Regions from separate parts of the Mus musculus genome. Here all the other regions are linked to region 3. The links are chromatin contacts, called in public promoter capture Hi-C maps. All regions are on one chromosome and are shown on one strand. Each heading gives the region's core, a stretch centred on a gene start, on an enhancer-like site or on the middle of the called end of the contact. The rest is flanking DNA. Distances are from core to core; before and after follow the strand shown. Region 1 has its middle 14 kb from the start of Ppie. Region 2 holds the start of Nt5c1a (5'-nucleotidase, cytosolic IA). Region 3 holds the start of Bmp8a (bone morphogenetic protein 8a).

Evidence for each region. Promoter capture Hi-C pulls out the DNA fragments that hold promoters and counts their contacts.
Region 1: a promoter capture Hi-C map of hippocampal neurons shows a contact between it and region 3, with 2.4 times the contacts expected there. The contact joins the enhancer-like site here to the promoter of Bmp8a in region 3. A contact is called at or near these places in 9 of 39 promoter capture datasets (the 3T3-L1 cell line, 3T3-L1-derived adipocytes, the HPC-7 cell line and 6 more), 6 of 484 Hi-C or Micro-C datasets (the C2C12 cell line, the G1E-ER4 cell line, brain and 3 more), 2 of 115 datasets of contacts at active chromatin or transcription factors (both in embryonic stem cells) and 1 of 9 other capture datasets (adipose tissue).
Region 2: a contact with region 3 is called in a promoter capture Hi-C map of embryonic stem cells. The contact joins the promoter of Nt5c1a here to the promoter of Bmp8a in region 3. A contact is called at or near these places in 11 of 39 promoter capture datasets (the 3T3-L1 cell line, the HPC-7 cell line, cranial neural crest and 7 more), 5 of 484 Hi-C or Micro-C datasets (the G1E-ER4 cell line, the HL-1 cell line, cardiomyocytes and 2 more), 1 of 115 datasets of contacts at active chromatin or transcription factors (embryonic stem cells) and 1 of 9 other capture datasets (adipose tissue).

Annotation. Positions count from the first base shown.
Region 1 is chr4:123,151,711-123,156,015 of GRCm38.p6, forward strand. No RefSeq gene overlaps it. Among named protein-coding and RNA genes, the nearest start is that of Ppie, 14 kb to the left of the region's middle. Within about 2 kb of position 1,456, at least 12 of the 459 cell types and tissues checked have an H3K27ac peak or open chromatin away from gene starts, as enhancers often do. A contact at or near this core is called in cerebral cortex and hippocampal neurons, where this site is marked.
Region 2 is chr4:123,199,539-123,203,832 of GRCm38.p6, forward strand. Nt5c1a (5'-nucleotidase, cytosolic IA) reads left to right here and starts at 1,947. Exons shown (of 6, transcript NM_001085502.2): 1 at 1,947-2,145. The coding sequence starts at 2,020.
Region 3 is chr4:123,341,507-123,345,825 of GRCm38.p6, forward strand. It overlaps Bmp8a (bone morphogenetic protein 8a), which reads right to left and starts at 1,746. Exons shown (of 7, transcript NM_007558.3): 1 at 878-1,746. The coding sequence starts at 1,202.

The DNA of each region.
Region 1 (4,305 bases), core at 206-2,705, 190 kb before region 3:
TTCTTATTCTTTTAAATATGAATATACTGGATTTGGCTGTTGTTATCGATCACATTCTTAGCCATTCTGTGGAACTCTCCTAGTTCAGTTAGTTTTTCTCTGGATTTTTCTGAATTGGCAGGAATATCGTCTACATGGAGAGACGGTGCTGCCTCATTCTCTCTAGTTGGTTTGTTTATTTTGTTTTGTTTTGTTTTTTGAGACCGAGTCTCACTATGTAGCCCTGACTGTCCTGGAACTAACTTTGTAGGCCGAGCTAGCCTTCAAATCACAGAGATCTACCAAATTCTGCCTCCCCAATGCTAGAATTAGAGGGCGTGCCACTATGACTGGTCCCTGCCTTCCATTTTTAATTTGCTGTCAAGTTTAAACATTTATTTATTTATTTATTTATTCATATTTTTATGAATATAAGTGTGTACTTATACTTTTCCTAAGTGTATGTAAGTTCACCATGTGCCTGCAGTGCCCCTGGAAGCCAGAAGTGGGCACCAAACCTGGAGTACAGGTAGTTGTAAACTACCATACCCATGTTGGGAACCAAACCCAGGTCCTCTGCAAGAGTAGCAAATACTCTTAAGAACTGAGCCATCTCTTCAGCCCTTGCTAACAACTAAAATAACAATGACGACGATGATGATGATGACGACAATGATTATGATGGTGTTTAACTTTCTTAGTGCTGCTTGTGTATCTTTGAAAAACTTGCCGGGCAGTGGTGGCACATTCCTTTAATCCCAGCACTTGAGAGGCAGAAGCAGGCGGATTTCTGAGTTCGAAGCCAGTCTGGTCTACAGAGTGAGTTCCAGGACAGCCAGGGCTACACAGAGAAACCCTGTCTTGAAAAACAAAAAAACAAAACAGAAAAGAAAGGAAGAAAGGAAGAAAGGAAGGAAGGAAGGAAGGAAGGAAGGAAGGAAGGAAGGAAGGAAGGAAGAAAGAAAGAAAGAAAGAAAGAAAGAAAGAAAGAAAGAAAGAAAGAAAGAAAGAAAGAAAGAAGAAAAACTCATTGGGCTGGAGAGATGGCTCAGTGGTTAAGAGCACTGACTGCTCCTCCAAAGGTCCTGAGTTCAAATCCCAGCAACCACATGGTGGCTCACCACCATCCATAATGAGATCTGACACCCTCTTCTGGTGTGTCTGAACACAGCTACAGTGTACTTACATATAACAATAAATAAATCTAAAAGGAAAAGAAAAACATGTCATTTCCCCCCTTTACCATCTAACTGGCATCCAGAGTGACAGATTTCCAATTTCCTAACTTTAAATTGTCCATTTGTGAATAAAGAGAAAATGCATATCAGTCTGCAAGCTCGAACAGCACTGACCTTGGTCTTCAACTCTCCTGTTTCCTAGGAGACTGCAAAGGGAAGATAAGTGGGGGCATTGTGTATGCAGCCTTTGCTGTGTGGGCTTGGAGGTGTTGATGGTGGGCGTCAGGCCATCTGCTCACACAACTAGAGCTGTAGGAAGCAGTGAGAGATGCAGGCCAGCACGCTGAGCCAGAGTGATTCCCTCAGGCCTTGCTGTCCATAGCAGCTGCATGTTCCCCTAGGATGTAGCGACAGCAGGGCTCGGGTGGTGGACAACTGTTGGGCCTCTCAGTGAGGTGTAAGTGTGTCTCCTGTGTTTCTTGGGCTCTGCAGTGAGCTTGACTCTTAAAGTGACGCTGCACATCCATCCCGATGACCAGAAGGCGTGCGTGCATGTGTGGGAGTATTTGTATATTTGTCCGTGTATACATGATTTGAGTGTACACGTGTGTGGGCATGTACATGCATGTGGAAGCCAGAGGTTGAGAGCAGGTCTCTCACTGAACATGGAGCTGGGTGACTCTGCTGGGCTAGCTGGCTAGTGAGCTCCAGGAATCCTGTTTCCACCTCCATCAGCATGACAGGTGCTCAAATCCACTGAAACAGGTTTTTTTTGTTTTTGTTTTTGTTTTTTTTAACATGGGCTCTGGGAACCCAGACTTGGGTCCTCACACTTGTATGGTAAGCACTTTGCCAACTGAGCCAGGTCCCCTGACCCAGGACATACTGATTTTATACAATACCAGATTCTATTTTTTTAGTGTTTACTGTAGTATTTCTGCCAATATATTCACGACTAAATTTGGATTGAATTTTCTTTTTTCATACCATCCTGGGTTAGTTGGGCATTGGTTGTGTAGGTCTAAAATCCTTATTGGTAATTCCAAAATTAATTGTTTTTTGAAAACTAGCAGCAGATACTTTTGTTGTTTGTTTGTTGGAGGTAAAGAAAGATTTTTGAGTAAACCTGAGGGGCATTAAAACCTATTCTGAGCTTCTGAGGCACGCTCAAACTTCTATGTATCTGCTTAATATATTTTGTCACTGGGACACTTGACTGTGTGAAGTTAGTCCAGCTGTACTATATTACTATGGAGTCAGATATACATATCTTTTAACTCCCAAACTCATATAAATGTAAAGATATATACTGTGTGCACCTGTGTGCATGCGTGTGCTTGTGTGTGCATGTGTGTGCTTACACAAGTGTGTGTGCATATGTGCACACAGGTATTCTTGAAAGTCAGAGGATGCCGGGGTTACAGGTAGTTGTGAGCCACCAAACAGATGCTGAGAACTGAACTTGGGGCCTCTGCAAGAGTAGTATATGCTCTTAGACACTGACCTATCTCTCTGGTCTCCCAAACTTATATAAGTTTAGGATGAACAATTGTAGACCTTTTTTAGCCTAATAAGATGCACTGGGTCATATTCCTTTGGGTTTCTGTCTGTTTGTTGGGTTTGTTTAGTTGGCTGTTTGCTGTAGTTTGCATAACCCAGGGGTAGTCTGTTTCTTTAAAGCATGGTTGTTGTTATTGGTGGTGGGTAAATTTTCATAGGACTTGGTTGGTTCTTTGGGGCTCTTCTGTTTGCCTGTACCCACACTAGCCAACCCAATAGGTTAGGCTGGCTGTCCTGTGAATTCCAGGGATCGCCTGTCTCTGCCCACCCCCCATGCTGGACTACCATCACACCTGTTTGTTTCTTTGTTTGTCTGGTTTAGTTTTGTTTGGTTTTTAAGGACAGAGTTTGTCTATGTAGCCCCAGCTCTCATGGAACTAGTTCTGTAGAACAAATTGGCCTCTGACTCAGATATCCGACTGCTTCTGCCTCCCAAGTGCTGGGATTAAAGGTGTGTGCCACCGTATCCTGAAACACACCCTTTTTTTCCTTTTGTTTTGTTTTGTTTTTGTTTTTTAAAATTTGGCTTCTAGGGAGTGAACTCAGGACCTGTGCTTTCAGGACAGGATTTTACTACCTGACCAATATTCCTAGGCCTCTAACTCTTATTAATCCCCACGAAGAAGCACGGACTTTCCATTCAAAGAACGCAGAGACTCCGGTGACTAATTATCAACTAAGGGACTGTTTAACTTGCAGAAACTGCTGGCTTTTGGGCTGGACAGTTCTGAGACTATAGTTAACACAGTTATGGAGCAGTATTTTAATATTGCCTCTAGGGGGCAGTCATAGGCCACAAATTGATGTCCCATCCTTTTTAAAAATCTTGTGCAGCTATTTGGAGAATATATGGAGTCTAACAAAAGCAGAGTGATCTATTTGATTTGTGCAAGTTGTACATAGTAAAAGGTAATTCTGAGATACTACTCAAGATCTATTTGCCACCAAAGTCCAGTCCTAACAATATGCAAATGTCTCTCTTCCTTCCCCCCCTTCTTTTCTCCATCCATTCTTCCTTCCCCCCCCCTTCTTTTCTCCATCCATTCTTCCTTCCCCATAAAAGCAGAATACCGCAATGCCTAACATACTGCTGAAACAACCTGATAGACCAAAGGCTTGGTCCATTCAGGTACCTGCAGAGTATGACTACAACAGGAAACTGAATCATATGAAAAATAGATTACCTATTATATCTATCAAAGTATGACTGTCACCAGCTCTGTGACCAACAGAAGGTGACTTAATTGCTCTGTGGGCCAGGTTCCTTATCTATATCAATAAAACGATAGAAATACTGGCTAAGCCTGGAGCATGTGCAGACAGACATACCCACTGCAAGGCTTTGAGGCAAGAAAAGGATATCTTGGAAACAATGATTCCAGGAGCTTGAGATGGGAGAACCAAGGGGAGGTGTTTAAATGATCAAAACTCAAGCTTAACTAAGGAGCCCTGAGTAGTGAAGCTCAATCTCTAAGAAGGGGAGTTTCTCAGCCCCTGTTACTGTAATTTTTAACTGAAGCAGGATGGAGTTGGTCTGCAAGAATGGGAAAGCTGTCAACTGTCTTCAGACAGCCCACAGGAAGCATCT
Region 2 (4,294 bases), core at 697-3,196, 140 kb before region 3:
AAAGAGAAAGTCATGGAAATCGGGAGAGAGCCACAATAGCCAGGGCTTACGGAGCTGTGACCAGAGGCAGCACCCTCGGGGCAAGGCTTCACTCACGGGGTCCTCTGTCCGTCCGTTCGTCCCCATATTCTACCTGGTGGTCACCTCAGTTGGCTCACAAAGACTTCTCTGCTCACATCCCTCTGTTTGAGGTGGAGTTTGACCACTCTGCAGGGGCTCATTTAGGTGGACGTCTAACACTTCATAACACCCACTGTCTTGCCTGAGGCTGACACCCAACCCCACATTCTAAAGAAAGGGAAATTTGACTTTCCCAGGTCATCCTTTCAAGCCAGCCACACAGATCCAAATTGCTGGGGATGGATTCCCTTTTATGTAAGCAAATCTCTCTCTCTCTCTCTCTCTCTCTCTCTCTCTCTCTCTCTCTCTCTCTCTCTCATACACACACACACACACCCCAATCCATCCAAATCTGGAAACATCTGAACTTACTTTACCAATCTTATTATTTTTTAACTTCCCCTCTCATTTACCCAAATCTACGCTACTGCTTTTCCAGTGGAGATATCTCTGTTCACTCCAGATAAAGGGTGGTACCCAAAGGCTCGGCTTACTGAGCTGGTGAGTTCACTGGGGTTACTAACATGTGTGTGGGTGAGGGTTATTTACAGGAATCTGAGCAACTCTGGAAACTGCATCACCAAAAAGCCCAGCACGGGTGCTGACTCAGGAAAACTGAAACACTGGAGTTCCCTGTGTGACCTGAGGGCAGCTACACCACCAAAGGTGCCCTTCCTCTCCCAACAGCGGGTAACTTTGATATCTGTATAACTAGGCAGGGACCCCAAATCTTTAGAATTCTCTAGGCTCCCCGAATCTTTTGAGTTTCTTGGGCCTCAGAGCCTCCCAGGAGGGAGTGTTTCGATCAGGAGGAAATAACTACAGTACAAAGTTTACTTGGTTCCTTCTAGACATGGTGGAGGCTGGACAGAGCTCCACTCTGTCCCAGGGGTCTCAGGCAAAGGAACCTCACCACCACCACCACCACCACCACCACCACCACCACCACCACCACCACCACCCGTCAGCTAAACCAATGTTTTTCAGGCATCTCCAATCCATGTCGGAGAGATGGCTCTGCCTTGAGGCAGATAATTCAGAGCTCTGCACCAGCGTGAAAAATACCCTGAAATTCCAAAATGCTAGGCTAAAATCCTTTGGGTTCTAGACTCCATTCCTCCCTTCCTTTCCTCACAACTGTAACCATCTCAAGTTCAGCGCGCGGGACTTGAAAATGCACGCCCCCTGCTGGCCAACAGGGGAGCCGACATGAATCCAGTCCCTTGGAATCACTCTTGACTGTGTCGCCCATTAGGCGAGCATAACATCGCCTTAGATTCAAGAGCCCCTTCGCCTGTGTAAGAACTGTGTCCCACACTTTCCCCTACACGCAATGAGGCTTCCTGTTCATGAACCAGGCTGTCCATCCAACACTTCCCTGGGTCCAAGGATAGACTGGAATGTGGAGAAAGGCGACGGATCACGCAGGGTCCAATGCTGGCATCTGATAGGGGTAGGAGACCTGTTAGTTTGGAGGAGCGCTTACTATTCATTTTCTGGTTTGGGCATTATCGTGTTAGGAGGGGAAAATGTTAGGCTTCCTCCTCTCTCGGTGCCCTTGAACTTCATCCCCGCAACCCCGAAGCCGCAGTACTCCACAAGCCTGGCTCCACTCGGCCTGCTCCAGAAAGCAGACTGCACCTGCTCCCCATTTGCTTCAGACCCGGGTCGGTCGAGGAATCAGAGTTCCCCTAAATGCCAAGAGGGCGGCTCGGACCTGACGGTCCCCCCCACCCCCCACCCCCGGCGGGCGGGGCAGGCTCACTCGCACTCCCTCCCGGCCCTGCCCGCCTGCCTCTCCCACCCGGGACGCGCCTCCCTCCCTCAGCCCGGTGCCGAGAGCTCCGCGTCTCCACTGCTGTCTTCTCCCGCCGGGCCGGATAGAATCCGAGTCGGAGCATGGAACCAGGGCAGCCCCGGGAGGCCCGCGAACCCGGGCCAGGGGCAGAGACCGCCGCGGTACCGCGCTGGGAGGAAGCCAAGACTTTCTATGACAACCTCTCGTCCAAGAAGAAACCCAAATCGGTAAAAGTAGGGCTTGGATTTGGGGGGACACGGGAAGGGCCATTTCTAGGGACGGGTCTCAAGCCCTTTGGAAAGGGCCTCGTGGAACCCCTCCCGAAGGTGACAAGGCTCCTCCGCCCCAGAATGTGCCCAGCAGTTGGCTGGGGCTCCAGTTTATTTTGGGAGCTCTGCTATAGTGGCAGTGCCTCCGCACCCCCTCCCCCCAATCCCGGGCTCAGGTTCTACTCCAGAATACCCCTCCCCCATGCTGTCATCAGGGGCCTATCCCCTCCGGCGCTGGCAACCTGAACGCGCGGACTGCACTTGTTGGCAGAGCTGGTCAGCAACCCGGGAGCAGCGCCCTGGGCTCCGTAACTCCTAACTCGACTCTGGGAACCCGGTTGCTCGCTGGGCTCTCAGGTCTCCTCCATCTGTGCAGTCAGTTCAGCTTCCTGGCCCAAGCCTCGGCGTTTGGGCTCTAACTGAATACCCAGACCCCGGGGGATCAGGTCACTCTCCCTGCATCTTAAAGGAACGATTACTTGCTCTAGGCTCAGGGCTTTGCTCCCAGGCTCTGGAGCTCCCAGCGCTGGGCTTTGCACCTTAGACATTGCTTCTGATCTCAGTGGTGGCATCAACCATTTGCAACTTCACACAGAGGCAAGCATTCCTCTTCCTCTGTTAGGAAAGTTCATGATACCTTAGCGTTGTTCACGCCTCTCCGCCTTAGACCCAGGAACTTGGGCAAGGGATTGAGAATAGAAAGGGACCCAAAGGCGTTACACAAGGACTTCCAGTCCGACCTTAAAGCATTCCACTGCTTCACTACAACGACTTTACCCAGGAGGCTACCCCATCCACAGTCACCTCTAGGCCTTGGCTCATCCTGGTGACAGAGATATTAAGTGTGGTCTGCCTGTCTCAGGAGTTTGGAGTGTGACCACGGAGGCTCTAGAGATGGTGGATTCTCAGGTAAAAGATCCTACATGCTGTGGGAGCACTGGGGGGGAGGGGGTGACTGCCACTGAGAAGGCTTTGGGATAATGACTTTTGAGCTGATCTTAAAGCTTCAGTGGGTGGGATCTCCTGGGAGGGTGGGAGGGGCAGAGGAGTGAGTGAAAAGCAAGAAGCTGTCTTTGAAGCTCAAGAACTTGTTCAGAATTCACACTTAGACATGCAGGATCATTGGGGAAAGTGTTACAAGGACTCAAAAGGCTCCCAGGCAAGGGACCCCTCTGACTGAGTACCTTGTGAAAGGGCCAGAACCTTATTTAACGGGGCTGAGGCTTTCACGCTGGGTTCTGTGGAACCCTGTGTCTCAAGCAGTCTTCAGACCTGTGAATCCTTTCTTTTAGAAAGAGTACTTTAAATATTTGAAAATAAAGCAGCTCTTCCCATGTTCAAGTATTTGGGGGTGCAAACTGGACTCTCTCAGAACTGTGCAGAAACATAAAAATAAATTGGCTGGATACTGAAACTTCTTGTGTCTATGGTGGCGACCTAACCCCTGCTTTCAAACATATTGTCACCTAAACTGCTGGGGTTTTCTTGTTGTTGTTTTGTTTGTATGTTTGTTTTAAGATGTATTTATTTCATGTATGTGGTTACACTGTTGCTGTCTTCAGACACACCAGAAGAGGGCGTCGGATCCCATTATAGATGGTTGTGAGCCACCATGTGGTTGCTGGGAATTGAACTCAGGACCTCCGGAAGATCAGTCAGGGCTCTTAACTACTGAGCCATCTCTCCAGTTCCCAAGGTGTTGTTTTATTGATTAGTTTTGCAACAAATGCACTCATATAGATGTATAGATATAAGAGCTGAATTGTAAAAGAGATGTATAGCAGTTATATCCTTGGTTTACACATGGCGGGGGGGGGGGGAGTTCTGCCTAAGAATTCATTTGACTAAATGGTCAACCTACCTTTAAAAATATCAGCATCATAATGGAACTGTTGCAGGATCTTTATTATTATTATTATTATTATTATTACTTATCAGGGATTAATTTGGTTCCACTTTCATTTTATGAAAATCACACTGGGCTGTTTATCGGGTGGATTGAAAAGGGCGGGTCTGGCAGCAGTCTTGCTAATGAGATAGCAAAGCTGGACAAATAATGTCTGGTCCCGGGGATGGGGAGGAGAGCCTGCTGGAAAACAGGAGAGAA
Region 3 (4,319 bases), core at 496-2,995:
CCTGCTTAGAGGGCAGGGAGGGGACTCAGGACAGACCACATGTGGGGCTGTAACTGCTACCTCTCCATGTTTAGGATCTTCTTGAGAACCTGCACCCACAGGGCTGCTCACAACTGTGATGCCAGTTTTAGGGCATCTGATGCTCTCTTCTAACCTCTGCCAGCACTGGGCATGAATGTGGTACACAGACACACATGCAGGTAAAACCCTCATACATGTAAGTTAAAAAAATAAAAGACTCGTAGGAGAAAGTGGTCCTGATGTCTATAGGTCCCTGGAGAAAGGAGGAGCCACGCTTCGGGAGAATGGACTCACAGCTGCCCCTTGGGTCACTCACTGGCCTGAACACTCTCCGTGCCAGGCCAAGGTCCAGCTGCTAGAGCCCAGGCCCACAGGACTACAGTCATGTCTGAGTCTGTCCACTCCACCTCCTGACACTGCACCCCACCCAGTCACCCACAGAAAGAGCCCGCTGTCCGGGCGTGAGGGTCAGCTCTGGTCATTTTGATATGACCACAGGTTTCCACACTGAACTTTGTCCCTCCCTCTCTTCAGGGCTGCGTTTATCACAGTGACAGCATCACGGTCTGGTTACTCATCAGTATACCCAGGACTGTTTTCCGATGCTACCTAGGGGACCTGGACATCTCCAGATCCCAACTCCTGGGTGCCTTAGTGGGGCAAAGACCCTGGGCACAGGCGCAAAAAACGGACCTTCCAATCCTGATCTCCTGCAGTCGCCCCTCCCTGTGGTTTTACTGAACCATGGCTCCCTGTCCCAGGGGCCTTGTATTACCCGAGGGCATCATCCCCCGACAGGCGGCCACCCTCTCCTCCACCTACCGCCCCATCCGGATCCCTGACGCCCTGCACTCACCCATGTTGACGAAGCTCATGACCAGGTCGGCACGGCCTAAGTGAGCCTGTGGTGGCCCGCCGTCGTCGTCATCGGTCATGGCGTGGTATAGGTCCAACATGAAGAGGGGCGCGGACGCTGGCTGCCGGGCAGCGGCGGGTTGTGCACGGGGTCGGGGCCGTCCCGGTAGCCCGAGCACCGCCAGGATTTCACGCTGCATGTCGCGGCGCTCGCGCGCTCCCAGGCGACGCTGGGGACAGGTGTGCGGGGGACGCGGACCGTGGCCGCCTCCCAGCGCGCACAGAGCAAGGCCCAATAGCCAGAGTGGCCCGGGACGCATAGCCATCTCGGACTTTCAGCCGGCGCGCATCCACTGGTAGCTGGTCGGGCTCGGGCGCTACGCCCAGACGGGGAGGACCAGACGGCGCACCTGTCGCTGGCAGCTTTACAGCAGCTGCTCACCACGCACTCGGCAGGCGATCGCCGCGTCGGTAGGTCCCTCAGAGCAACGTGGGCTCTCACGGCGCTGACTTGCGAGTGTCCGCAGGAGGACTTTGGTGGCAGCTCAGACCGCCGAGCGCTCTTCCTCGGCCCCGCCCCTTCCCCGACCAGCCAATGGGATCACGGGGGCGGGTCCGAGTGCGGAAAGACGCCTGGGGATGGTCGCACTACTACTTGTGCGCGAAGTGGTGGGAGCCGCCTGGTGCACCCGTAGGTGGGAACGAACGGGCTGAAGAGAGGCCTTTAAGGGTGTCTTGGGTCCCCATCCAGCTTCCGGGGCTCATACCTGGCTACACGAGGAGACATTGGGGCCTCTGAAGCAGGCACCAGGGTGGGATCCTGAGTCCCGGAGCAGCGGTAGGACCCGTAGTGTCTCACCTTCTGCTCTGGAAGTCTCTGCATGCGCCCCTAGTTCCGGCCGTCGGGGCGGGGCGGGTGCCAGCAGTGCAGCGAGGGTGGGGCACACATTCCGTTGCCAGCAGGAACCAGGGCCCAGCCCCCGCTACTCCTCCGCTCCAGACTTCTTCTTCACCCAGCGGTTCCCTTTGTAGATCCAACCCAGGATAGGGCTCTGAGCCTCCTGAAGTAGGGTCACCTTCGCTTATCTCATTTGTGACAACTCCCCAGGGGCTTGCAAGAAAGAGACCTTGCAAAAACTCCCTGACTGGTTCCGCCCCTTTATGCACTCCGGCCTCCCAAGGCGGCTGCCACAGCACTGATACAGACCATAAAGGTGTTGGTGTGGCTCAAGTGGAGCAGCGAAAGAGCTCCGGGAGGCTGGAAGGAATAGAACAGGAAAGACGGAAGTCAGTAGGAGGAAAGCACCCAGCAGAGGGACTGGCTGTGTCAAGACTGGGAGTGTCATAATGACAGGTAACAGGGCTTTCAGACCTATTAGTGTTTACAAGCCACTATAGGCACACAGCTGCCTCTTTTCCTTTTCTTCTTCCTTTTTTTACCCCTCTCTTTCTTTCTTAGCTTACACAAAGCAATTTATTAACAAAATAATTTTTGAGAAATTCTGTTCACAGATCACGATGATCCCCCTTCCTTCAAGTTCTGTCACACGGGATGGGAGTGACAACCTCAACCTGCCTAATCTTCACATTCCTGAACAAACAAGAGCGCTGAGGGTTGACTGGGCTCCAGATCCAGGGGGTCTTGGATCTGTTTCCACCTGCGGTCTGGAGTTTGATACGAGGGCAATGGCGCCCAGCTCCTTGCACCTCTGGTCCATATCGGTAACATCACTGAAGGATGTAAAGATACAGTAGACACCGAATACATTCTGTCCTTCAGCCACTTGAGGTCTAAGACCGATAGCTTGTTTTTTTCCTTCCCCTTGGGAGGTGCTATTTCTGAATGTCTTCTCCAGATTTCTATACCAGCCCTGCCCCGCTCTGAGGTAGGTTCTCACAATGTAGCATTGGCGGACCTGGAACTTGACCTATAGAACAGGCTGGCCTCAAACTCATAGATATGCCTGCCTATCCCTGCCTCTGGGATTATGGCATGTGCTACTGTGCCCCACAAAGGCTTAAAACAAAACAAAACAAACAAACAAACAAACAAAAAACCGGGAAACCTGAGTGCTAAGCACTTTACCTCAGGTCAGCCTTCATGTGGTTGTTTGGAATTGAATTTTTAGGACCTCTACTTGCTCTGGTCAACCCCTCTTGCTCTGGCCAACTCTGCTCTCTCTCTCTCTTTTTTTAAAGATTTATTTATTTATTGTATTTAAGTATACTGTAGCTGTCTTCAGACACCCCAGGAAGGGGCATCAGATCTCATTATGGATGGTTGTGAGCCACCATGTGGTTGCTGAGATTTGAACTCAGGACCTTTGGAAGAGCAGTCAGTGCTCTTAACCACTGAGCCATTTCTCCAGCCCCCAACTCTGCTCTCTTAGTCTCTTCCAGCTCAAAGATTTATTTATCATTATATATAAGTACACTGTAGCTGACTTCAGATGCACCAGAAGAGAGCATCAGATCTCATTACGGATGGTAGTGAGCCACCATGTGGTTGCTGAGATTTGAACTCAGAACCTTGGGAAGAGCAATCAGTGCTCTTACCCGCTGAGCCATCTCACCAGCCCATTTTTCTTTTTTCTTAAATGTGTGCACCTCCTGTGTGCAAGTGTCCTCTGACGCCAGAAGAGGGCGATTGGAATTACAGCCCATTGTGAGCCACCTGATGTTCTGGCAACTAAACCCAGATTTCTCCAGTCTTGTTTCAAAGTTTCAGGTATCAACTCAACCCTTCAAATAAGCATGTGCAGTCTGTCTTTTATCCAACAGGTCAATTTCCATACTGCTTCAAAGCCCCCTTTAAGACACAGAGCTGTAGAATCTCTTATAAGCATCATTTATAGCTTAGGTAGGAAATAGGAGGTGAGACATCCTGTAGGCAGTAATGATTCTGGGAGATTCACCCAAGAAGATGTGATGAGATAGATGCCACCTGAGATGGTATCTGAGCACAGGTGACCAGCCATGTGACAAAGTGTAGATTGAAGTTATTTGAAGTTATGATCTAGTCAGAGAAGAGCCTAGTTTAGTTATATGGTCAAGGTATTTGTAAATATATTTTGAGTCTGTTATTTTTGGGAGCGTGGGGCTGGGAGGGAGAACTGGAGTGAACTTCAACACAGAACAACTGAAGGTTCAGGAAGACGGCTGTAAATTCAAGGCCAGAATAATTTACATGGTTCAAGACAACCAGGACTACCTTCATAGCTACAGTCATACCTTGTCTCAAAACAAAAACAGAACAAGGAAGAAGAGGAGGGGGAGGAAGGGGCAGGAGGAGAAAGGAGGGGAGGAGGGGAGGAAAAGGGGTGGGGGAGGAGGAAGAAGGGGAGGAGGAGGGGAAGGAATGGGAGGAGGAAGGGAGGAATAGGAGGAGGGGAACAGAAAGAAGAAAGAAAAGGGGGAAAATGTTGGGCTTTTAAGGACGATGC